Linked DNA regions of Rattus norvegicus: region 1 is linked to region 2. A link is a contact called in public Hi-C data. All regions are on one chromosome and are shown on one strand. The core of a region is the stretch at or near the end of the contact, and the rest is flanking DNA. Distances in the headings are between cores, read along the strand shown.

Region 1 (2,939 bases), core at 120-2,619, 230 kb after region 2:
TCCTGAGAGTTGAGATTAAAGATGGGCACCACCATCCCTAGCTACAACGAGTATTTTATGAGCAAAGAGGGGGACACAAGGACAGTAGCAGAGATGAAATGCTACTGTGGATCAGGGACTGTGAATTCTCAGCCATTAACTAAACACTGTGGTGAAATTCACAGCTCTTGAGGACTATAAGGTAAATCTGTGAGGCTAAAAAGAAAAGGCTGCACCTTGCTGACATCTTAATGTAACATGCATCTTCTTACAGAAGTGGGTTCTAACCTCAATCACTCTGCTCAGCCATCAGGAAGAGAGGTCACAATTGGGTTATCAGACAAACTACTACATTTAATGTACACATTAAATATAAATTTCTACCACCTGTGTCAGGCCAGATACTTCATTTATAGAGTCTCTATCACAAGCAAAATCAACTGATAACATGCAGCGTTTTGAGTTAAAGGAAACGTGGAAACTCTTGTTGCTTTAAGGCAGACAAAAGTAATGACCCTGCTGCCAGCCCCTCTTGGAGCTTCTACAGAGTTCTGCTTTGTTCAGAGGGTAAAATGTAGAATTAATTTTGCTTTTAAAAGTCACAATGAAAGGTAAGATATTCCTGCTTTTCTCCTCAGTTTTCTCAACTTAAAAAGGGCTGCTTGGCACCATGTGCTCATTACTGAACCTTCAATGTATCTATAGGGCTAGAATCCTGTAAGTAACTAACAATCAGCCTTCATCTCGTGTTCGCTACAGAGAAGGAGAATATTGAACAGTTACCTGCTACTGGTGCTGTTCTTCTTGGGCTTGTTTCTCCGTTTGAAGGCATCTCTGTCCTTGCTACTGTATGGCAACATGGAGGCATACCCATGTTCAGCTTCTAGAAAACCGAGGGGTCCCATTAATAACTGGGCCCAGAGCATCTGACACCCTGTCCCCGCGTCCGTCTGTCTGCCGGAGTCCGGGACACCGGGCGGGCGCAGGCAGGCGGAATTCTGAGAACAATGCCTGCTCTTTCCTGGCGTGGACGCCCTCGGTTCGGAGCAGGTGTGGAAGGTTCCAGCTGCTCGCCGCCCCCCGCGCTCGGCTTTTGGGGCGCGGGCCCGGGGGTTGGCGCTCGCGGCCGGCCCGCGCCCCAACCACCCCAGCGGCCGCCCGCCCTGCCCGCAGCCCGCCGTGCACCTCTCTCCCGCCGCTCCAGGTAGTCGGCCGCCTCCAGCAGCAGCTGGATGTTCATCCCGACGGCTGTCGCCATCCTGCACCCGGCGGGCTGCCTCTCCGTGCCCGCGGGCGGCCGGCCGGGAACACCGAGGAGCTGCCGCGCTGGCCAGCCAGAAGGGGCAGCGATGGGACAGCACGGAGCCCGGAGCCCAGCCGCCACCGCCGAGTGTTTATCCCGACTCGCCGTCGCCCGCCCCCGGCCCCGTCCCTTGACAGGCCCGCGGCGGCGACGTGCCTCATTGGGCCGCCCGCGGCCCGGCCCGCCCCTGGCCCGTCGCGATTGGGGAAGTGCCCGCAGCCCCGCCCCAGGAGCTCGCTTCTCCTGCCGGTTGGCCGGGCTTGACAAGGCCCGGACTCCGCCCCCTACACTCCATTGGCTGAAGGACTCGCAACTCCGCCTCGTGCTTCTGCCTGCCTCCCATTGGCTCCACGCCGACAGTCGGGCCCCCTTGGGCTCGGCGGGTATTGGGCAAGTACAGTACAGGGAATGCCGCGGCGCCCGCGCCTCATTGGCCTAATCCTCGGAAACCTCCCGGCTACGATGACGTCACCGCTCTGCCCAAGCAGCGGCCCACTCCTGGGCCGCTGATTGGTTACAAGGCAGGAGGGCAGGGCGGGCGCCCGCCCACTGGCCGCCGACCTGTTGCCCACTGTCTCTGGGGAGAACTTCAGGCCTAGCTAGGGACCTCAGCAGATGGTGGCACCTAGCTCCCACCCTAGGGGTTGGGGGCAAAACAGCCGGCTCCCCTATACCACGCTCGCAGTGCATAGAGAGTAAGGCTGAACCCGAGGTCGCCCCTTCCACCCCAAAGGAAAACACTCCAGAGCAGGCCTCTTCCAGAGGCCACAAACTGTGCTCCACAAGCACCCACAGGAAAGGAAAGCTCACTTTGTAAACACAGATCCTTGAGCATCGCGATTTTTGAAATGAGAGCTTATTTGAGACCTACAATGCAATGTCAACATGCCCAATTTAAAAGGCAGAAATGAAGCTAAAGGGCCTGAAAATTGAAATGAGCAGGGTATTTTTAAATAAAACTTATGAGTGTTGTCAGTATAGTTTTAGCTTTCTTTGTATGAATATGTCATGTAATCTACCTAGAGGGTTCTCATCCCTTGGGACAACCCCAAGAGTTGTCTTCCTTAGCTACATTTGCACATGAAGAAAGAGGCTCAGAGACAAATAACTTTCCTGGTTCCCCTTAGTTTGGAGAAAGACCTGAACCCGTCATCATCCACAACTGTCCAGGGAATCCTCTGACTTACAGTTATACAAAAACAAAGCAAACAATCCCAACAACAATGACAACAACAAAATGGCAGGTATACAGAACTACAGACAGCCACAGAACACAATTCAAACAGCCATATCGCACAACAGATTTGGTTGCAATGGAGAGGCAATGTTGCCTGGCATGTCCAGGGATACAATCAAGGGCCCTATGCTGACACACATACTGAAGGCAGTTTTTCATGAAGGCATGGAACTTGGAAATGAGAATGGGGAAAAGAACCATTTGGAATATTTTTAAATTGTATGCTGTTTGTTAAGTTTAAAAATAAAGTATTGTATGTGATCATTATAAAGTAACCAACTTAATATTCATAAAATGCTTTGTTTCAGCCATTTTTAACATCATGGGTTTCACACTTTCATATTTCCTCCCAAGTTTACTGTGAATATCTGACATCTTTTCAGTCTTTCCTTTTTGCTGTCAACAATTTGTTTCAACTCA
Region 2 (3,087 bases), core at 114-2,613:
CAACTACTTATGTGTAGACAGAGCAGGGAGAAAAGGAAAAAGGGGAAAGAAAACAAACTTGCAATCACAGCTGAACGCCTGATACTTAGGAGACCAGGTCCTGGAAGAACAGGAGTATGCAGGCCTGTGAGGAAACACCTGAGGGGGAGAAGCAGTCCACGAAGTAAGGAGGCAGCAGGCATTGCCTGATACCACTGGGGCAGACAATGCAATGAATGACTTAACTCAATGTCCTGTATTTTATGTCAGTTGAAAGTTGCAGACTGGCAGAGCCAGTGATTCTAAGTAATAATCACACAGGAAAGCTTGGTGTGAGGATGCAGCTGGCTGGTTCTGAGGACAGGGAGGTGAGCATCACAAGGTCTTTCATGAACCACTGTGCACTGAATTCGAAAGAAACAGCACCCTGAAAGAAGTCATCTCCATGTCTCTCTATTGGAGACCTGACAATGGACTATAGAACAAAGGAGAAACACTTCCCAAATGAGGGTGGGGCTCTCTGGTCACCGCTTGAGCCAATTGCTAGGAACTAGCCATGGAAAAGCCATGTTTTTGTTGGAAGGTGATCATCCAGATGATTCAAGTATAAATATAAATGTTTTTTAACTTAACAGCAAATGAGAATTGTGGAGAGGGGGAACAGCTCTTCTTTAATTCCTTCAGTTTCTAAAACAATATTAGAAAATCTGACCCCAGAAAAAGGCCACTTCAACTGAGAAAAGTAAAATTTGGCCACAGTAAAGCAATTGTGCGTACAGCACCACCACCAGTAGGTGTCCGAGCTAGAGAAGTTTCCAACACGCAGGCCTCACCTAAAGCACCATTGCTTTCTGGAGATAACTGAGTAATTCTGAAAATCCGCAGGGCGTAGGTGTCACATGATTTTAGTCCCAGCACGTGGGAGGGAAGAGGCCAGCGGATCTGTGTTTGAGACCAGCCTGGTCTAGAGAAAGAGTTCCAAGAAACCCAGAGTGGGGTGATGGGAGGTATGATTCTAAAGAACAAATATAAAGTCTATTTCGGCTTTTTCCAAGGGGGGGGGGCATTTAAATAATGTGCAAGTGCCAAGGGAGAAAAATAACCATACAAGCTTCAGGAGAGCTTTGCTTCCGTTTCCCAGTAGAACTGTTTTCAGCACAAAGTTGTTCCGTCTCGAAGTACTCGGGACCACCGGGAAGCCCTACAGGTGTTTTCTGTACCTTTAGCTAAAGCTACGAAGAGACAGCGCCCCGAGCCTTCTCCTTAGTTTTCACCGTTATATGGGCCAAAAAGAGAGCACCCTAAAAAAATACTACAAATCCCATCATGCCACTTCAGCGGAGGTAGGCGGGCCCTTGGCCACGTGGGCGTATCTGACCAATAACGACTGTCGTTACAGCGGACAGTTTGGACGTGTTTGTAAAAGGCCGCGGCAAGCAAAGAGAGACGCGGCGAGGGTGGTCACCAACCAGAGGTCCCTAGAGTTGCGAGGCAGGTAAGGGGGCTAGGTGTGAGAGGCCAAGCACAAGCCGGGCACGGCTTAGGGCGAAAAATAGAGGCGGAAAACGTTCGGGGAACTGTGTGTCGGATTGATGACATTTCTGCTGGGCCCTCACTTGGCACCGGAAGTGAGCGTCTAGCGAAGGATGCCGGGAAGCAGGTCGCATGGGAAGTGCGTTTAGCAACCGGCCGTTCCCGGAAGCTGCGCTTAGGCGCGTTACCCTAAACAACACAGGGGTTGTGGCCCGGACTCTGTTATTTGACAGCAACCTGGCTGATTCTGCAATCAATAAAGGTCTGCGGGCTGTGACGTTTCGATCCAACCCGACAGTTTTATTCCTAAAATGGGTAAATGGCGCCTCCACAGGATCCCTTGAGTGAATGTGTGTACTCGAGTGGTTCTTTCTCACTTGGGGCGATGTTCACATGCCTAAGGCAGCATCCCCACACCGACCAGCTCAGCCGGATGGAACCAGGGGGCAACCCATCGCGTCCCGGGGTCCCTCTGCCAGCTCCAGGCGCTGGTCATTCTCTTGCTGAGAAGAGACTACCATCGGGAGACCCTTCAGGTTTCCAACAGAGCTCCTTCACAAGTCCTGTACCTTGTGTATCCTTTTTTAAGACAGAGTCTGCAAGCCGGGCGTGGTGGCGCAGCCTGTCATCCCAGCACTTGGGAGGCGAAGGCAAGATTTCAAATTCCAGGACAGCTAGGTTATATAACAGACCCTCTATCAAAAAGAAAAGAACAAACCGGGAATGATGGGGAGCTCCTTTAATTTCAGAACTCTGGGGACAGAGACTGGCGAGTCTCTTAGTTCGAGGTTAGCAGCTCCATCCCAGGACAGCCAGGTCTATACAAAGAAATCCTGCTCTCCACCTCCTGCTGCACCCCCCCCCAAAAAAAGGAAAATAAGAAGAAAACTCTAATAATTTGTAGTAGTACATGTTTTCAAATTCAGATAGTAAAAAAATGAAATGAAATTTCAGGTCTCAAATCACTGCTGAGGGAATAGACATCTATACTTAGTCCTTAAAGTTTTTTTTTTTTAAAGATTTGTGTGTAAGTGTGTTGTGTGTTCCCAGTGTGTCAAAGAAGTTGGATTTCCCAGAACTAAGAGTTATAGGCAGATGAGCCCTGATGTTGATTCTTGGAACCAAACTTGTGTCCTCTAGAAGAGCAATACACAGTCTTAGCCACTGAACCATCTCTCCAGCCCTATTTGCCTCCTCACTTTCTTTTCAAAACTAAGTTTAGCATACACAAAGCACTAAGCTTTGTTCACTCCACAGTGTATGTTGAGACTTACTTCTTACTGGTACACAGACTTCAATTGTTTTTAGTGGCTTTACAATGGCATGTTATTCAATACACTGTACTTAGTTCTTTAGTGGAAGTCCTTTTCCTAATCTGCAACTAAGAAATATCACAGGGGCATCTCTGTGATTTGGATGCCAGCCCAGTCCACGTATTGAGTGCAGCCAGATGTACATAGTAAGACCCTATTTTCAGAGAAGAGGTGGGAGCTGGAAAGATGGCCCAGGGGTTAAGAGAAACTGCTCTTGCAGAGGATCTGAGTTGAGTTCCTAGCACCCATGCCTAGTAGCTCA

What was found. A called contact is a pair of places that touch in the nucleus more often than the background predicts.
Region 1: a contact with region 2 is called in a Hi-C map of liver, with 3 times the contacts expected there. The contact joins the promoter of Mxd1 here to the promoter of C4h2orf42 in region 2. A contact is called at or near these places in 11 of 12 Hi-C or Micro-C datasets (the A7r5 cell line, the Rat2 cell line, frontal cortex and 6 more) and 1 of 1 datasets of contacts at active chromatin or transcription factors (oligodendrocytes).

What each region holds. Positions count from the first base shown.
Region 1 is chr4:120,673,760-120,676,698 of GRCr8, forward strand. It overlaps Mxd1 (max dimerization protein 1), which reads right to left and starts at 1,370. Exons shown (of 6, transcript NM_001100749.1): 1 at 1,165-1,370; 2 at 763-862. The coding sequence starts at 1,237.
Region 2 is chr4:120,444,147-120,447,233 of GRCr8, forward strand. C4h2orf42 (similar to human chromosome 2 open reading frame 42) reads left to right here and starts at 1,364. Exons shown (of 10, transcript NM_001107872.3): 1 at 1,364-1,474.